Regions from separate parts of the Mus musculus genome. Here regions 1 and 2 are each linked to region 3. The links are chromatin contacts, called in public ChIA-PET and Micro-C maps. All regions are on one chromosome and are shown on one strand. Each heading gives the region's core, a stretch centred on a gene start, on an enhancer-like site or on the middle of the called end of the contact. The rest is flanking DNA. Distances are from core to core; before and after follow the strand shown. Region 1 overlaps Marchf1 (membrane associated ring-CH-type finger 1). Region 2 overlaps Marchf1 (membrane associated ring-CH-type finger 1). Region 3 overlaps Marchf1 (membrane associated ring-CH-type finger 1).

Region 1 (2,881 bases), core at 85-2,584, 230 kb before region 3:
ATAATTTCTGCAAATTCATAAAACAAGTATCAAACTTAGTTTAAAAGTGGGCAAAGGATGCTGATCCTGTCAGTTTTCACTCTGAACTGACATAGCTTAGGGGTCACATGTGAATAGAATCCCACTTGCAGCACTGCCCAGATCAGATTAGGCTCTGGGTATGACAGTAACTATTGCATTGATGGCTAATTGATCCAGCCCACTATGGACAGTAACATTCTCTGGTCAGGTTGTTCTATACTGAATAAGAAAGCTAGAAAAGTGTGAATTTTTGAGACAGATTAAGCCAGAAAGCAGCATCTCTTCATCACTTACGATGCAAATACCTGTGTGAGATTCTGCTCCAATATCCTTTAATGATAGAGTTAAAGTGTAAGTTAGATAAATCCTTCCCTCCCCTGAGTTGCTTAGGCTGTGGTATGAGTCACAGCCACAAAATGAAACTACCACTAGTACACAACGCTGAATTTTCCTAGAAGATAATGTACAAATGTCCATCAAACATTTGTAAAGATGTTCAAATCATTCATCATTTGAGGAGCACAAATTAAAACCACAGTGAGGTGCCTGACATGCACATCACAGTGATTTCTGTTTGGGTGTCTTCTCTTTCCTGACAACAGATACTTTTGGATCAGTTTGATGTTCCAGGGAAGATACAGGAACAGGATCTGGAGATGACTGGTCACATGGCATCCATAGTCAAGAAGCAGAGACACGGGAATGCTTATGTTTGTGTCATCGCACCCATTCTATATAAACCAGGATCCTAGGGAAGGAGATGGTGCCACTCACAGCAGGTGGGATTTCAACCTCAGTGGTATTCCTTGTCAAGATATACCCCTCAGGCAAGTCTCTGACTTGACTTCTAAATGATAACAGATTTCACTAAGGTGCCAATTGGGATTAACCATCATAGTTGCTATATTAAAAAAAAAAACTCAGAAAGGGCATACCCTTTTTATGTCAGAACCTCAGAGTTTTAAGCAGGAGACGGACATTGAGTTCAAGGTCAGGAGATACACACACACACACACACACACACACATTCCCAAACAAACAAGCCAGAAAGTAACAAGCAACGATGTGGGATAGTGGGTAGTGGGTCCATTTGTTCAGTATTGATAAGACTGTAAAATGGTGTAGTCATTGTGGAAAACAATATAGAGTTCTGAGAAAAGACAAACAAAATGGTCACATGATCCAACCACCTCACTTCTAGGTATATATCCAAAAGAATTTAAAATGAAATCTTAGAGCATTTTTAGTTATCATGTCCCTTGAAGGATTATTGACAACAGATGACACAGAGAGCCATGGCCTCAAATATCCATGGGCAAATGAGTAAACAAAGATCGTTTAGGAATGTTACTCAGTGCTATACTGGAAGATCATCTGTCACAGACTATGCTAAGGGTAAACTTCGAGAACATTATAATAGGTGACATAAACTAGCCAAAAATACTGTGTGATTCTACTCATCTAAAGAATCTAAATTAGTTAAAACCATGGAGACAGAAAATAGGATGGTTGCTAAGGGGCAGGGCTTGTGGAGGGGGAATTAGAATTTAATGGACAGGGATTCATATTTGCATAATGCACACCTGTTTCATGACAATGCGGCTATTCTTGGCACCATTCAACTTTACTCTTAAAACTGTTTAAGGTGTGTCCAATGGGTCTCTCTTTCCAGTGATGGCCGACTAGGCCATCTTTTGATACATATGCAGCTAGAGTCAAGAGCTCTGGGGTACTGGTTAGTTCATAATGTTGTTCCGCCTATAGGGTTGCAGATCCCTTTAGCTCCTTGGCTACTTTCTCTAGCTCCTCCATTGGGAGCCCTGTGATCCATCCATTAGCTGACTGTGAGCATCCACTTCTGTGTTTGCTAGTCCCCGGCATAGTCTCACAAGATGGGTATGGGGGACTTTTGGTATAGCATTGGAAATGTAAATGAGCTAAATACCTAATAAAAATGGAAAAAAAAAAGAAACGATAAAAAAAAACTGTTTAAGGTGACAAAATTAGTGTAATAATAATTTTCACAGTAATAAAAAATTCTGTTTGAGTTTGAAATGATGATAAATTTGCAGAGGAGTTGTAGGGCTATAACAAAAATCTAGCCCTGATATTAGCATTTTAACTAAGGATATTTATCAAAATGAATAATGTAACATTTATAGAGTAATATTAACCAAACTACAGGCATCATGTTAATTCTGTTTTTGTTTTTCAATACATGATAGCTTCTTTCTTAAATCTGATTCTGATTATAACTTGTACTCATTGTTCAACATTTCTACTCCCTCTGGACTCCCCAAACTCTCCATAAACTGATATAAGGCATGCAAGCCACACACACACACACATACACACACACACACACACACACACACACACACTCACACACACAGAGAGAGAGAGACAGAGACAGAGAGAGACAGAGAGACAGAGAGAGAGGTGCATATAAAACAATCATAGTACTATCCAGCTATGAGAAGGAGGAACTTCTGTTATCTCTGCTATCTACCCAGAAGGAACTGAAGACCACTGTGGAAAAATGAATCAAGTCAGCAGACACAGAAGGACAAGCACCATGCATTCTCACACACTGAACATAAAAGGTCAATTTATCAGAAATTCAGAGGAGAAAAATGGTTGCTCTCATATTTTATATGAGAATATAATGGATCAGTGTAAACAGCCTCAAAACACTTTTGTAAAACAGTGAAAATAATTAGAAAGTTTTCCATTAAAAATTGCTTATCAGAATCAACAAGGGGATAAAAGATTCACGGCCTAGTCTCCACGTTTCATGAGTTAAGTCATCTATGAGGTTTCAGGCCACAGTGGTCCCAATCTGGCTCAGAACATTTGAAGA
Region 2 (2,700 bases), core at 123-2,622, 210 kb after region 3:
GGAAAAAGAGGAGAAAAATTAATCAAAGACAAATAAAAATAAAGATTCAAGGCCTGGCCATCTACTAGGAACATTTGAATGTGTACTTTTACTTCTCTTAGAACTGGGCATGATTTTTTTGTTTTTCTTTTCTTTTGAGAAGTATTTAAAGACTTGATAAATGTCCTTGGTTGGTGACAAGTAGTAGAGCCACAAGTGTGGTTGAAACACATTGCTAAGAACATCTTTCAGCTGAAATACTCAAAGGGGGAAGATAGAACTGTAGAGATCATATCCAGTAGGTAGTTATGGCCCCAGGCTGAGAGATGGGGCCACCTACCATCTCAAAAATATTAATCCAGAATTGCTCTTATCAAAAGGAAATTAAGGCACAAAGAGTGGAGCAGAGTCTGAAGGAAAGGCCATCCAGAGACTGCTCTACCTAGGGATCCATCCCATCTGCAGACACCAAACCCAGACACTATTGCGGATGCCAAGAAGCTCTTGCTGACAGGAGTTCGGTATAGCTGTCCTCTGAGAGGCTGTGCCAGAGCCTGACCAATACAGATGTGGAGACTCACAGTAAAGCATCAGAGTGAGCTCAGGGACCCCAGTGGAGGAGTTAAGGGAAGGCCCAAAGGAGCTGAAGGGTTTTGCAACCCACAGGAAGAACAACAATATCAACCAACCAGATCATAAACCACCAACCAAAGAGTACACATGGAGGGACCATGGCTCCAGCTGCATATGTAGCAGAGGATTGCCTTATCTGGTATCTATGGAAGGAGAACCCCTTCACCCTGTGGAGGCTTGATGCCCCAGCTTAGGGGAATGCTAGGGCAGTGAGGTAGGAGTGGGTGGGTTGGGGGAGCACTTTCATAGAAGCAGGGGGAGGGGGAGGGAATAGGAAGTTTGTAGAGGAGAAACTGGGAAGAGGGACAACATTTGAAATGTAAATAAATAAAATAGCCAATAAAAAAGAACAACTTTACTGCTCAACTATTCTAATGTACATACTGATCAATGTGCCAGTCACTACCAAAGCTTAAATATGTATTGTAAGCCACACACTCTTTTCTCAGAGTTGGTTCTGAAATGTTTTCCTAACAGAACTTATTGGAACTTGCTTTTTGGTGCTTGTACAGAGTTCTATCCTGTCTATACATCTAATTCATAAGAGCTGTCAGACAGAGCTCCTAATCTTATTTACCAAATCCCCACATGTTCTTTTCTGGGGAAATGGAAAGAAGGTAAAACTACAGTGTAAGCCATGAGGATGGGAGCAATAAGGCCTCTTACTTAGAATGAAAGCAATTGTCTGCCCAGGCAACTTTGTCCATTGCTATCTCTCTTAGGCCAACCTCCCACACCCCCACAGATGTTAATCTTTAGCCTCAGGCCCAAGAAAATTCACATGGAAACAATCAACAAGTTATTACCTAAAACTTGTTTTCCAGGGTAATAAATAGATGTGGTTTCATTATCTGGAGACCAGATGGAAACAGAGGTAGATTGCTTTGTCATATTGATAATTTAAAACTTTCTATTGTAGAATTTGTTTCCATGATCCAAAATGAGGTTGAGAATTTCAAAACCTAGCTTACACCAAACCTGTGTATGGTTTTAATAACTACTCCTGTGTAATTCTCCACAGGACAGTCCATACTTTAGTGAAGTAATCGTTGGCCTAGAAACCCAAAGGATGTGTTTTAAGACTCACAAAATAGTAAGTAGAACACTCATTTTAATCAACCAAGGAAAATAATGTAAAATATAGATAAACAAACTTATGCAAATGTGCCTTCAAATGCATTTTGTTTAAGAAATTACTCATTTCTATTTTAGGTAAACAATCACAGGATAAAATTCTAAAAGAGAAAATTATTCAAATTATTTGAAGAAATAATGATTCCTAAACCTGAAATATACTAGAAGTTTCTTTTTTTTGTTTATTGTTGTTTGTTTGTTTGTTTTATCTGAACAACTCTGATTAAAAGTAAACATCTTAAAAATTCTTAGCTTCTGCAATTTACTAAAATGTGAGTTTACTATATAACTAAATATGGACTAAACCATTGGTATTTAATGGTATTTTTACAGTCTCTAAATTTTTGCCTTCTGAAGGGAAAATACTGATGAATTATTTCACTTTTGCCTCACATCTATGGGAAAAAAGAATGAAGATAATTATATAATGTTGGAGTGTGTACACATGGATATATATGTATATATATCCATGTATATATATATATATATATATATATATATATATATATATATATATTCTCAAAATAAAAATAATCACTGGAGATCATGAAGGGAAGGGAAGGAGAGAGGCACAGAACCCAGGAGTAAACTTCTGACCCATGAAGCCTTGGAAGCTGCTGTTAAATGTAGCCTCATCCTGAGCCCCTGCTCCCAACAGTCATGCTTTAGACTCTGCATTCCCTCCAGTACTGAGGCGTCTGAAGTTTGAACTATGCCTGCAAATTACAGACATAGGGAAGTCAGATGGAAAATGAGCAGCATCAAAGGGAATCAACAAATGTTATGTGTTATAAAGTTTAGAGCCTGGAGAGTGGTCAGATGAGCCCGTCATCTCTATAGTTAGGAGGCATGGGGAGTGTGTGTGTGTGTGTGTGTGTGTGTGTGTGTGTGTGTAGTGCCCAGATCCTTCCTCTTGTTCTCTTTACATCCTGGCCAGTCTGGAATTCGCTTCTT
Region 3 (2,700 bases), core at 142-2,641:
CCCACTGGCATGAAACAATCCCTGACACCATTAATGATACTTTGTTATGGTTGCAGTCAGGAACATAGCATCACTGTTATCTGAGAGATTCCACCCAGCAGCCAATGAAAAGAGAGGCAGAGACCCACAGCAAAACATTAGATAGGCCAAAAAGCAAGCATGGGACATATGCAGCCAATAAGCATCTTGGTCCCCAACAGCAGATCAGGAGCTCTCCCTGAATATGTTGCCTGCCTGCCTATCCATCACATTCCCCTAAATGTACTGCCTTGTCTGGCCTCATTTGGATAGGATATGCCTAGCGCTACAGGAACTTGGTGTGTGTGTGTGTGTGTGTGTGTGTGTGTGTGTGTGTGTGTAGGAGGCAGGTGTTACCTACAGGGGGATTCCTTTCTCAAAGGAGAAGTGAAGGGAGGTGAGCGGTAGTTGATATTGGTATTTAAAGTGAATAATAAAAAGAGAATGTCTGTTATAGAGATGCCCATCACCTTGCATTTTAGTTGCTTCTAGACTCAGTCAAGTTTCCTTTGCACATGACACTATAAAGTTTCCCTCAAGTCTTTACAGGGAATTTTGGACACTTATTGGCATGAGGGAACTCTGGTGAACAGGAAAATAGCTGGACTCCTGCAGTCTATGATCTAGGTGGTAGTGTAGTTGAAATGGTTTTTCCTTGTTAATCTATACATGGTAGCTCCAGGGTGTCTTCATTTTTCCTCTGTGTTAGAAATGCCTTTGTATTTTAGCTTAAGAGAAGGACAATAGAAGTTAAGTGATGAAGAGTAGAATCTGAGCAGTACTCACTCCAATTCAGTTCTTATCATTCACTTTTATGTTACCCCCATTGGGATCTCTGAGGGGCCAGCTTCTCTGGAACACACAGCCTAGATACCTTGCCTACTCTGTATTCCACATGGGAGTATAGGAAGATGTTGGAGGCCGGTGTTTAAAGGTAGAATAGATATTTTATTTTCTGAGGTCTTTTCCCCCCATGTATGTCCTCAGTTATTTCAATCACTGCCTACAAATGACTAATTTTGAAGAAGCAGTTTATTTAATGAATGTCGCAAATATTGGAAGTAAAAACATGGTATGCAACTGAGTATCAGGGATGTGGGTTGGTAGTAGAGTATGTGAAGCACAGAGGCAACTTCCAGAAAAAAAAAATGGAGCAAGAAGGAAGGGAGGAAGGAGAAGGGAAAGAAAGACTGCTGTTCTGAAGAAAAATAAGAATTCTACTGGGTTTTGATATTTAAAATATGAGTTTTATATATTTCCTCTCTTTTTTCTAAACTTCAAAAATGAAGCAAGTCCAATGGGAGAGCTGTTGGTTACCACCAAGTGAGCCTGCCACTAAGTTATCTGATAACTTCAGCTTATCCTGACATGCTGGTTAGTGAACCTCACAGGCATCAGAGCAGAGCAGAACTGTTGGCTGCCTCCTTCCTCTGGAGGCATGCATGGTGCCTTCTGGTAATAAATGTAAAGAATAAAAAATAACAACAAGCAAACAAACAAAACACAAAAAGGGATTTTTTTTGTTTTTATCCCAAAAGCAATACTTCTTCTGGGAAGAAATTTTATTCTGGCTATCAACTCTCTGCTGAAGAAGCAATGCTGCTGTTGATTCCATGTGACTGTGCACAGTAATTTGCCCTCTACTTTCTCATCCTTCTTTAAGATCAAACTTTCTTTTCATTCAAACATTTCTTGTGAGGCATTCTCTCCAACACAAAAGAAAAGTCCTCGCCCCCAGTGACATATGTGAGTGCCACCCTTTTTAATTACATCGAAGCAACTTCACGGTATGTTTACTGAGTTGCTGAATGCAATTAGAGCCTGCGTGATATGCAAGGAAGCATGAGGAAAACAGCTTTTCAGAGGAGTTAAGATTGATAGACCAGGCCCTACTTGGTGATTAGGGGGATAAACCAAGGCTCGTAACCTGGGCAGTACAGATAACAACTTCAGCACAATTTTCAGCATGGATGAATCAGTATGGCTTTGTAACAGAAAATTCCACTGTGACTGTGAGATTACAGTGTGTGTGTGTGGGGGGGGAGGGTTAAAGGATGAGAGGAAATGGAAGTGCTTAGAAGAAAATGAGTTAAGAAAAAAAAACCCACAAAGACCTGAATTTTGTAGTCTATTCTTTGACTTACCAGGAAAACAACAACAACAAAACAGCAAAATGAGAGGTGATTCAAACAACCCCACAACAGTGTGTGGGTTTTTTTGTTGTTGATGGTTGTCTTTGTTTGTTTGTTTGTTTTTTTTATCCCATTTGAACCCAATACATTGGGACTTTGTATATACTAGCTTCAAAAATAACTGAAAAGTACTTGGGGCTGGGGAAAAGACTCACTGCGTGTAGTGCTTGCCATACAACTATGAGAACAGGAGATCAGAGATTCATCACACACCTGTAAAATCCAAGCAAGTGTGGTGGCCCATATGCAATCCCAGGACTTGGAATATGAGATTTCACACTGCATGCTGGCTACAAGAAGAAGCTTCAACAGTGAGCTCAGGCACTAGGGAAGAGATACTGCCTCCTTGAGTAAGGTAGAAAGCATGTAAAGAAGACATTCCATGACATCCTGGGGCCTCTGCATGTATGCTTGCACAGTTGTACCTTCACATATGCATACATGCACTGTAGAAAACATTTTTTGAGTTAAAATACTTATTGTTTATACT

What was found. ChIA-PET counts read pairs in DNA pulled down with a chosen protein or histone mark. Hi-C and Micro-C count contacts between places; a contact is called where the count stands out from the background.
Region 1: a contact with region 3 is called in a Micro-C map of the G1E-ER4 cell line. The contact joins two enhancer-like sites. A contact is called at or near these places in 1 of 15 datasets of contacts at CTCF or cohesin (the G1E-ER4 cell line), 1 of 484 Hi-C or Micro-C datasets (the G1E-ER4 cell line) and 1 of 9 other capture datasets (adipose tissue).
Region 2: a contact with region 3 is called in an SMC1A ChIA-PET map of the G1E-ER4 cell line, with 14 read pairs. The contact joins two enhancer-like sites. A contact is called at or near these places in 1 of 15 datasets of contacts at CTCF or cohesin (the G1E-ER4 cell line) and 1 of 484 Hi-C or Micro-C datasets (the G1E-ER4 cell line).

What each region holds. Positions count from the first base shown.
Region 1 is chr8:66,187,219-66,190,099 of GRCm38.p6, reverse strand. All of the region lies in intron 4 of Marchf1 (membrane associated ring-CH-type finger 1), which reads right to left. Among named protein-coding and RNA genes, the nearest start is that of Gm24205, 190 kb to the right of the region's middle. Within about 2 kb of position 1,334, at least 2 of the 459 cell types and tissues checked have an H3K27ac peak or open chromatin away from gene starts, as enhancers often do. A contact at or near this core is called in the G1E-ER4 cell line, where this site is marked.
Region 2 is chr8:65,741,898-65,744,597 of GRCm38.p6, reverse strand. All of the region lies in intron 1 of Marchf1 (membrane associated ring-CH-type finger 1), which reads right to left. Among named protein-coding and RNA genes, the nearest start is that of Gm23515, 76 kb to the right of the region's middle. Within about 2 kb of position 1,372, at least 2 of the 459 cell types and tissues checked have an H3K27ac peak or open chromatin away from gene starts, as enhancers often do. A contact at or near this core is called in the G1E-ER4 cell line, where this site is marked.
Region 3 is chr8:65,956,377-65,959,076 of GRCm38.p6, reverse strand. All of the region lies in intron 2 of Marchf1 (membrane associated ring-CH-type finger 1), which reads right to left. Among named protein-coding and RNA genes, the nearest start is that of Gm24205, 45 kb to the left of the region's middle. Within about 2 kb of position 1,391, at least 2 of the 459 cell types and tissues checked have an H3K27ac peak or open chromatin away from gene starts, as enhancers often do. A contact at or near this core is called in the G1E-ER4 cell line, where this site is marked.